2 separate regions of the Mus musculus genome follow, and region 1 is linked to region 2. The links are chromatin contacts, called in public Hi-C maps. All regions are on one chromosome and are shown on one strand. Each heading gives the region's core, a stretch centred on a gene start, on an enhancer-like site or on the middle of the called end of the contact. The rest is flanking DNA. Distances are from core to core; before and after follow the strand shown. Region 1 overlaps Capzb (capping protein (actin filament) muscle Z-line, beta). Region 2 overlaps Otud3 (OTU domain containing 3).

Region 1 (5,054 bases), core at 647-3,146, 340 kb after region 2:
CTAATTAATTCTCTGTGCCAGCAGGCTGCTACAGGAAGTGACTATTAGACTGGATACTGTTGGTTAGTGGTCTTGGGCGTGGAGGCCAGTCTGTCTCAGTGTCACAGTGCTCTGGCTCCAGGCCAAGAGGCCTGAGTTTCCTGACTGCCTTCACTCACCTGTGAAGCCGGCACCCTTTCCCCAGGACATGAGCCTGAGTGCTCAGTGCTCCTCAGTGCTCAGTACTCCTCAGTGCTCAGTGCTCAGCAGCAGAGGCAACGCTACTTACTTCCCTTTTCTTTTGGAATTGGTTTGCTCATTGAGTTGGCCTTTTTTGTTTTGTTTTGTTTTGAATTTTAAGACAAAGTTTCTCTGTGTCCTGGAACTCACTCTGTAGACCAGGCTGTCTTGGAACTCATGGAGTGTTTCTGCCTCCTGGAGATGCCGGAAACCTGTTCCTTTCAGAGAACTCTGCCTTTCCACCAGCCTCACAGAGTGAATTCCAGGCTCCACGGAGAAATGACCCTGAGTTTTGCAGGTGGGAGCTGACGCTGCAGACAGACGCACAGCTGAGGGTGACTCGCTCGGAGGCTTTGGTTCCCACGGGCTGTGTCAGGGAAAGTCAGTCCATCCATCTATGGTGGCTAGAGAGCTAGACAGGAGCTGCGTGCAGGTTGCTAAGTTTCCTCTGGGAGAAGCACATGGAAATTCCCACTGTTGGGTCACATGTCTAGGCATCATGGGACTCTTCTAAGCCTGTCACATTGGTGTGGTTTTGATAACCTCAGGTGGGTTTGGAGACATCAGGAAATAGGGAGATGGTTCAAGTAGTTGGCTGTTCTCAGCTGCAACCTCTGTGGGACATTGGATGAGAAGGCATCAGAGAGCAGGCTGCAAGGTGCTCCGGGAGGACCTCTTGACAGCACCTGTGGACTTAGTCTGTCCTTGTCCTTCTGTCCCTCATCTCACTGCAGCGTTAGGGAACCATTGCCCGATGGCACACAGTAAGGGGGTTGTGTGCAGCAGATGTTGGCTTTCAAGTCTATCCTCCTTAGTTGATGCAGAGTGACTTGGCACCTGAAGTGACACCCCTGCTTCCTAGAGACCGTTGGCAGCCCACATGGAAAGCCTGTGTCAAGTTAGACAGGAACCAGGAAGAATGGGCCCTGGACTGCCCAGAGCGTGTCCTGGCAGAGAAGCCATGTCCTTATGCCTCGCTAAGAGTTCTGCAGTGTGAGAAGGAGGCACTGTCAAAATGGCATTGCTTCTGCATCATGCTGCTTGCTTTAAAGGGTTCGTTCTTTCTAGAGCCAAGGTAAAGCAGGGAATTATTTCTTGCACATGAGGTGGCAGGCCATTCAGGGACCTGAGCTCCTTTCTTCCTGAGAGATTACCATCTTCTAGAGACATCTGCATGATCCAAGACAGTGCTAAATGGTTCCTGGTGTGTCACATGATGTTGATTTAGTCTGTTTCAAAAGATGTCACTGACCCATCCATGACAAGTTTCAGGGACCTTCTGCCCAAGTAGATGTTGTTTTGTTTCCTCAGTAGATTTTCCATGGAAACAAATGCCACCCTGAGGATTCACTGTGTCTGGGCCACTGTCATCAGTGTGCCTCCCAGGGACAGTTATTCAGTAGAAAAATCACTTTTCATTTTATTCAACCAAAATGCGCGTTTTTCCTGAGTGACCTGACATGGAGGCTGGGTTTGCCCTTCATTCTCTCCCAAATAGCCCCCAGCACAAACTGTTCTGTGTTCCAAGGCAAAAAACAGATTCTGCTAAACAATGCTTGTTGGGTCACAAGACCATCCTGGAGGCCAGTCCTGGTCAAGTGGGACACCACAAGTCTGTGGTGAGTCAGCCCAGCCTCCAGGCGCCAGCAGCTCACCCTGTGCAGTCTGAAGTGAGTATTCACTAAACCCCTCTGGAATGTAAACTAGCTCTGCGGGCTCTGTTTATATGCAGATGCCACCAGAGTCCAGATCTGCCCAACCAGTCAGGAGAACCAGGCCCCACTTCCGCCTGGAAGTCCTAGTAGTGTGGGCTCCTGGTTCTCCCTGGAGTTAGATACACCATGTTTCAAAGGATGCCCAGACTGCATGCACTCTGAGCTTTTCAACTCCCCTCCTGTCTGTTCTGCCCATTAACTACTGACTCTGCAGCCTTCTGAGCATGCCCGAGAAGGTCCCTTGATGGTCTCTTCTGCCCAAGGCTCATCTAGTGAGACTGCCCCCCAGTGGTCATTGCAAGAAACTGTGTGCTACTGCCATCCAACAAGGTTACCCAAGATTCCCTAGTGTCTCCAAAGTTCCTCCAGAGTGGCTTCTGTGGTCATCGGCTTAGGGACACCCTGGCCCGGCTTGGGGACACCCTGGCCAGGCCATTCTGACTCAGGGGCATGTATTGGTGTCGTCAGCGGAAGCCAGACGTACTGCCAGGGCTTAGGGGCCTATCTGTCTTAGAAGGTCTGAGCTGCTTTTCCTGTGGAGAGAAGCTGCCAGTCTCATCTATCCTCAGAAGTCACTCAAGGTCAGGCTTGCTGTAGGATTGCCAAAGTAGTCACAAGACGTACCCCACTTCTGAGAAGAAAGGGCTGTGGACACATGTGAGTCCAGTGGCAGAGAGAGACTGACCAGGCGTGCTGGATAGGGCAGAGTGCCGAGTTAGGGCTGGCTTTGGGAAATCAGTCTCCTGTGATACAGGTCGGTGCCATCCCTCTGAGCTCTTCCTACACAGGGCAGTGGATTTTACAGAGTCCAGAGAAGACAGCACACAACCACATGCCTTCCCCCTGACAAGAGACAAGAGCCACAGTGATGGGGTGATGGGGCTCTAAGCCTGGTCCACGCTAAGTGAGCTGCCTGTGAGTACCGGTCACTCATTACAAGGCCCAGTCACCTCCTACTCGAGACCAGCGCTCATCCCATCTCTGTGCTGTGCTGGCCCTCAAGGCGCAGCATACGGTCTCATCATCAGCCCTTCTCTTCCTTTTAGACTGTGGAGGTGCACTGTGACCCTGCAGGGCCCCTAAGGGATGCCTCAGGTACAGACTCACACACACACACACACACACACACACACACACTCACATGTCCCTGGGAGTCCTTTGGCTATAGTAGTCCTCTGAGCTTTCTGTCCAGCTTTATCATTGCTGGGGGAGTGTGTGTGTGCAGTGTACAGCGGGGGCTTATCACAGGCCAGCGTGTGCCTGGCTCTTGGTGTGCCTGCCTTGCTCGGGAACTGATGGTGTTTACTTTGCTCATGATTTCCCCAGGAACTTTGTCTCTGTATTTAGCAGGGCAGGTTGGGCTGTGTGCAGAAGACTGGATGACACTCGGGCCCTTGTACTCTCTCCTGTGGCATTTGGTTTGCCTCTTAGTTCTCACTTAGTGGACAGTATTTTACTTGTTGCCAGGTGATTTAGGCACTTTTGTGACTTTTTTAAAGTTATGGGGAAGCTAGCAGAAGCCACCCCTCCTGCCTTGGCTGATGGACTTCAGAAGCCAGCACCCGTATCCTTTCATGCCCTCCGCTCTTGTCCCACTGCGGTTTTTTTCCTAATTGATTTTAATTTTTTTTCCCCTGCACTGTAAGCTCTGTAAAGACCAGGGACTTTGTATTCACTATTGAGCATCAAAAACAGAGCTGGTTACCTAGGCAACAATAAATAATTTTTGAATGACTAATTGAATGGGCAGAGAGCTGTGGAAGGTGCGGTGGAATGGCCTTTCTTTGGCTACTTAATTTTCATCCCATCCCATGACCACCAGTGTGGTGGGAGGGAAAGTCCAGAAAGCTGGCTTTCTGAAGGAGGGCACTTGCAAGAAGCCATTTTAGTCAAGGGCTTACAGTTTGCAGAATAAGAAGTAATTTTGGGGAAGGGCAGCCTAAGAAGATGGGTACAGGACCAAAGGTAAACTGCTGTGTCCCTGTCATGTGTTCATGCCTCAGGCCAAGTTCAGGGCCTGGCCCAAGGTTGGCACTCCATGCCCAGTTATTGACTAGTGAATCCAGAAGGGTGGTTTTATAGATAAGCAGGGCAGAGGGACCCAGCTATGCATCTGCTCTTCAGGGGAGGAAGGAAGTGTCCATTTAGGAAGCATCTCCGAGGGTATACAGGCCACAACCAGGCACAGATTGAAGTCTCACAGACATCTAGCCACAGGAAAGACCTCCTCCTCTGCTGCACCCCGTCTTCACTTGCTCCTGTGGTCTTTCTTCCTAGTGCTTTATTTATGGGGCTAGAGAGCTGGCTTAGCAATTAAGAGCACTTGTTGCTCTTCAGAAGACCTAGGTTCTAGTCCCAGAACCTGCAAGGTGACTTACAACTATCTGTAACTCCAGTTCTATGGGATCTGATGCCCTCTTCTGGCATTCATTGGCACCAGGCATGGACATAGACATACATGCAGGCAATATATTCATACACATAAAATAAATATGTATGTGTGTGTGTATGTATGTATGTATGTATGTATGCCTGCCTGCCTGTCTGCCTGTCTGCTGACTACGTAAATAACAGATTAACACAGTTTGAAGCTTCTCAGTGTGTCTTACAAGACCCAGACAATACTGTCTTCTGTTTCCTGGTGCCTGTGTAAGTCTTCCATGGTTATGAGTTCTGTATTCAGTCTTCTTAGGCTGCTGTACTAGTTTGAGGTGCACGTGCATCCATAGATAGCAGACAAGTTCATCCATACTTGTTTCTGGACCTCATGAAAGTGGGGGTGTCTCCTGGGTTGTCCACAGGGGACCCTTCCCCCCTACCCTGTTTTCTTGGTGTTCTTGATGCTGTTCCCTTCGGACCCCCAGGCTCGGTGTGACTCCTAGCGAGTGGCTCTGGTCCACTGCACTCTAATTTTAACTTTTTACGGGCTGTCAGTAGACTTTCCCATGTTGCTTCACTTACGGGAGGCATTTAGTCATTTCCTAACCTAATGAGAGTTAAACATCCTTAGCCCCAGAAAACATTTCCAGTTAGGGTGGATTGGGACAGCATAGAACCCAGTGAGATGGAGTGAGATCAGCAGGGTAGGACTGGTCTGCCAGCGCGTGCAGTCTGGCAGTC
Region 2 (5,151 bases), core at 478-2,977:
AACCCCAGTGGGTGTCAGCCTTGGTCAAACTGCAGAGCTCTGTCTGGGTCTCTCCTAGTGCTGCCTTCCCCAGCTATGTGGGTCTGTTCATGGCTCTGCATCCTGCCCCTGCTGCCATCTTTGATCTGGGACCAGCCTATTCCGTGTTCTGTGCTGTCAAAAGTGATATGCAGAGTGCCCCCATTATGCAGATTGCTTAATAAACGAGTAGATGTCCGAATTAACTGAAGGGCCTGATGATAATGGGCAGATCCATCAGCCTCCCCGGCAGGGTTAAGTTTTAAATAAGGGCCTGGGGCATTATGGACACTCCATCCACACTCAATTACTTCTTGTATATCTGCTTTATCTACTCTGTTCATCATGCCAGTGAGGCTACAGTATCTGTCCAGTTGATTCTGGGGGTGTGTGATATACCTGGAGTTTGGGGCAAAAGCTCTGGCTCTAGCAGCTCCACAGGCTAGGCTCGGCCACTCAGTCCAGTATCCTAATTAAAGAGACAGGAGGGCTGGAGAGATGGCTCAGGGGTTAAGAGCATTGACTGCTCTTCCAGAGGTCCTGAGTTCAATTCCCAGCAACCACATGGTGGCTCACAACCATCTGTAATGGGATCCGATGCCCCCTTCTCGTGTGTCTGAAGAGAGCAATGGTGTACTCAAATACATAAAATAAATGAATAAATCTTTAAAAAATAATTAATAAAGAGAGAGAATTCTGAAAGCAATGAAGCTCTATTGGTAGAGTGCTTGCCTAGCATACAGGAAATCCTGGGTTCAATTCCTGCATTGAATAAATTGGATATGGTACAACAGGACTGTTATTTCTGAAGCTCAGAAGATGGAGGCAGGAGGGCCAAGAGTTCAAGGTCATCCTCGGCTACACAGTGAGCTGGAAGCCAGTCTGGGTTACAAGAGAACCTGTCTTAAAAAGCAAAAAGAGGTTTGGACAGCAGGCAAGGAGGAGAAACGAAGTGGCGGTCTAATGATTCCAAGTTGGTCTGGGGGTATGGATAAGAGCTTTAGACAGTAGGAAACTGAGGGCAAGAGGCATGTGTAGGTAATCCTGGTTAATGAACTGCTCCTGCCCATCACTGCCTCGGGTCTGGCCCTGAATTGTTAGATCTGTTCATTCCAGCCCTCGCCAAGGGTCCAATCTAGTTTTTTACAGGATGATCAGCCCCAGGCTGCAGCCTCTGCAGACACAATCACCCTCCCCGCTGTGGGCTGTTCATCCTGCAGGATTTCTCTTCCTGGAGTCCAAGGTGACTGACTGACTGCAGGTTTAAGACAATGGCTTTTTGTGTTTTCCGTCTTGAAGGGCTTAGAGAGACTAATGCGCCTTAGAACCTGAGTGGCCAGGGCAGTCAGAGTCTGAGCCAGCAGAAAGGAGACGGACAACAAATGAAGGCAAGGACGCCAGCTTTTCTGCTGCCTGTGAGCTCACGTTCGGAGTCAGCGCCTCTTAGCAAAGGCAGTTTCCAAATGCCTGCTTCCGTTGGAACTATCTGTGGAAAGGGTGCCATACACAGTTGGTAAACAGTACACTGGTTCGTTCGACCAGCCCCCTTGGCTTCCCACCATGGGAGCAAGAGCTTAAGTGGACGCCCATCTGAGAGTCGCCCCATCTGAGTCATTAGCCTTAAATGCAAGCTGATGTCCCCAGAGGTAAACAAGTGAAGCTGTCAGCAGAGATGCTGCGGAAGTTCTTCTGGAGGGCTGCTAGTGCCGTGTCCTTAGAACACAAGGCAGTAGAGCCAAGTCCACACACCCAACACCCAGCCCAGCTGGACTAAGTGTGCTTTGCGTCTAGACCTCACTGGGGGAAGAACAGCATTGCTCCTCTGGGGAGCTGTGATGAAGTGTTTCCAGCCTCCCTCCCAACTTGAGTATTCTAGGCATACTCCACCCTAAAGCCAAGGCTTTTCTCTGAGGGGCTTTGCTCACACTGGTCCTTCCCTAGCTCCATGCCTACCTCCCCTCTCACGCACAGACCACTAAGCTTCGCTTGGTTTCTCTGAATTCCTGAGCCATCGGCTCCGCCTTTCTTTAGGTCTATTTGTGTTTGGGCTCCTTGGTTGTTGTTTTTGAGACAGGGTCTCACTGTAGCCCAGGCAGACCTCAAATTTGCAATATAGCCAAGAACGACCTTGAACTTCTGACTCTCCTGGGCTTGCTATGCGTGCACCTCTGTGACATTTATATGGTACTAGGGATGGAACTTAAGAGACTCGTGCGTGGGTGCAAGGCAAGTGCACAGCCCACAGTGCTGCCTCTCCACGAGTCCTCTGGGCTCATTGCTATGAGTCTGCGTTCATCCCTACACTGGACGCCTTTAGCAAACAGGGTCCCAGCTGTTTCCAGAGACCCAAAAGTCGGTAGTTAACAGATGTTTGGGTGAGTGAATAAACTGGATACAAGTAATACCCAGATCCCTCTGCCACAGAGTCTGGCCAGTTTCAAAGTGCAAAGCTAGAATCTCTGAAGCGGCTGGACCAGTTTCCATCCTCTGCAACCACAGGTCCTTGGAGCGCATCAGTGTAGTCAGAGTGCACCACTGCAGTCGAAGAGCATCCATTTTCCAAGCAGCCCAAGCAAACCTGGGTCAGAGCAGGGAAATCTATGAATTCTGCTGCTCAAGGCCAAGGGGCATTACGAGAGGAAGGCACGCTGGTGGTGTCCTGAAGAAGGTAATTCTCAAGGGTGGCAGCTGACATATACATCGTCAGACACGTAATGAGGTGCTGGGTAGGTCTTGACAACAATCTGCCCGGCCATGAGACGGCCATACTCCCCTGTATCCATCCTACCTCTGCTAGATCCAAAATGGCTGCCCAGCTGGGGGAAGGGATTTCCCAGCATGCTTTCTTAGCCCCTCTCACCCAAGCGAAGAAAACAGTCAACAAGCTGACCTGAACTTTGCTTTTAAACTAGAATTTATTGGTATACAAAATCAGTTCCAGAGATAAAGTGGCACGTCTTTGCGGCTTCTATTGCACCAAGTGTTGAGGATTAAAAACACAAAAACATTTGGTTCTTAAAACAGTGCAGATAGCCAAGTACAGTACTTCAGAAAATAAAGAGTAAATGATTCAGATGAACGCACGCTGTGGAGAGAGATGGCCTGAGGGAAATGGGCTCGAGACACCAGGAAATGGTGATTCCTCACCACTACGCTCTAGAGCTAAGGCAGACTTGCTGAGTCTAAGGGTCATGATCCCATGGAGACCTCAGACACCTCTAGACTGAAGCCAGAACAAGCATAGTGCAATTAGGAAAAGAGAGAAGGCAGACACACTGGCCCTCTTCCTGGGGGGATGGGCACTCACTCCATCCATCCATCCATCCATCCATCCATCCATCCATCCATCCATCCATCCATCCATCCATCCATCCATCCATCCCTGTGACCAGGAAGGGAGCGGGGTGTGGGGTGCTGAGCCTGACTGCAGGCTCGTCTCCCTTCCCTGAGCTTAGTGCTAGTAAGGGATGCTGGTAGGGAGGCCGCTATGGAAAAAATGAGCCCCCAAGAACAGGAAGACAAGAAGAGCCCCACCTCAGCAGGGCTCAGGTTTCAACAGAGCTCTGTCAGAGGGCTGAAGAACTTCAGTGACTGCCCTGGTGCTGAAACAGGGGCCTGCAGGATGCTCATGTGCAGGCTCAGAGCCAGACCCAAAGGTTCCTCCTATGTTCGGGACGCAGCAAAGGAGCCCTGGCCTGCAGGTACGCCCCGCTTACCATAAACTCATTGTGCAAGTGTGCAACTGTATGCAGGGACAGCATCCTCCGCACGGCTACCAGCCTTCTCCAGTAACTGTGAGGAGAGTCACCATTTCAACTGACTTACTGAACTGAGACTCTAGAGAGAAACAGACTGAATGAACTGTCAGAACTTGACCTGGGACAGAGCTCTCTGAGCCCAGCCTCAAAGTGCAGGGAGTCACACATTGCGCTCCCACTTACAACAAAGGGACACTGGTTGCCTCTCTCCCTCCCTCCCTCCCTTCCTCCCCTCAGCAGAAACCACCAACTGGGCCCAGCAGTCAACTGTTAGAACCTTAGCACACACAAGGATGGTGGTGGAACAGCGGACGTGTAAGGACGTGGGGGACGTTCCTGTCAAAGTGCCTCTTGGGGCCAGGCGTGGTAACCCATGCACACCTTTGATCCTGGCGCTCACAAGAGGCAGAGGCAGGCGGATCTCTGAGTTTGAGGATAGCCTGGTCTACAGAGCGAGTTCCAGGACAGACAGGGCTACACAGAGAAACAACAACAACAACAACAAGGACGGTGCCTCTGGGTCTGGTCTGCTCGGGACAGCACTGTGTGAGCACTCCCCAACCTGAGAGAGACAACTGAAGCCCTGCACCTGACCTGGGCCTAGAGGTAAGAAGCTGATGCTGGGGCTGGAGACGGGTCCAGGAGGGCCATGAAGGCCACGGCTCTGGGAGGTGCCTCCTGGCTTTGCTCACACCCTCTGCCTGGGGATTCGGGTTTCCTCTACCCAGCTGGATGCCCGAGCTGATTGTTTCAGAGGTAAAATAAGGGCACTCTATGTTATCCTGGTAAAACCCAGGCAGACAGTAATTCCTCAGAACATGAGAGACTGGGGGGGGGGGGGAGCTCACTCTGGGCCGCAGTGCACAGGCCAAGTCCACCTGACACCACCTGGTAACCTGAGCCACTGCCTCCAGCCCTGCCACCGAAGGACATATTGCTCCGTTCCCCAGGGAAGTGGGAACTGTGCCAGAGCTACAGGAAGGTTCCCCACTGATCCCCACCCCAGGTGCCCTGCCAGGTCAGCCCTCTTCACTTTCACAATCCCGATATGGTCCGAGGTGTTCTCAGAGCTTATGGAAGAAACCACATGCAAGCTGATACACCCCCAAAGCTGCTTCTTGTTACCACAGTCCCTGGCCACACGTCACTCCAAGGTAGATGTTCTTGCTGAGAACTGAAGGAAGGTCTGTATCCCCGGTGATAACTCCTGGTGGGCTGCGCTATCTACAAGTCTAGCCTGTGCTAACTCATCTCCCTACAATACAAACGTGCTGCCATCAATTTTTTCTTTAACTTTAACCTTAAATTATTCTGAAAACCTAGCAAACCTCCCTACACAGTATCAAGGCCTGGGAGCTGCTACGAAGCACCATGG

What was found. A called contact is a pair of places that touch in the nucleus more often than the background predicts.
Region 1: a contact with region 2 is called in a Hi-C map of embryonic stem cells, with 5 times the contacts expected there. The contact joins two enhancer-like sites. A contact is called at or near these places in 1 of 484 Hi-C or Micro-C datasets (embryonic stem cells) and 1 of 9 other capture datasets (adipose tissue).

Annotation. Positions count from the first base shown.
Region 1 is chr4:139,230,790-139,235,843 of GRCm38.p6, forward strand. All of the region lies in intron 1 of Capzb (capping protein (actin filament) muscle Z-line, beta), which reads left to right. Among named protein-coding and RNA genes, the nearest start is that of Capzb, 40 kb to the left of the region's middle. Within about 2 kb of position 1,897, at least 131 of the 459 cell types and tissues checked have an H3K27ac peak or open chromatin away from gene starts, as enhancers often do. A contact at or near this core is called in embryonic stem cells, where this site is marked.
Region 2 is chr4:138,888,149-138,893,299 of GRCm38.p6, forward strand. It overlaps Otud3 (OTU domain containing 3), which reads right to left. Exons shown (of 8, transcript NM_028453.2): 8 at 2,915-5,151. Among named protein-coding and RNA genes, the nearest start is that of Pla2g2e, 13 kb to the left of the region's middle. Within about 2 kb of position 1,728, at least 13 of the 459 cell types and tissues checked have an H3K27ac peak or open chromatin away from gene starts, as enhancers often do. A contact at or near this core is called in embryonic stem cells, where this site is marked.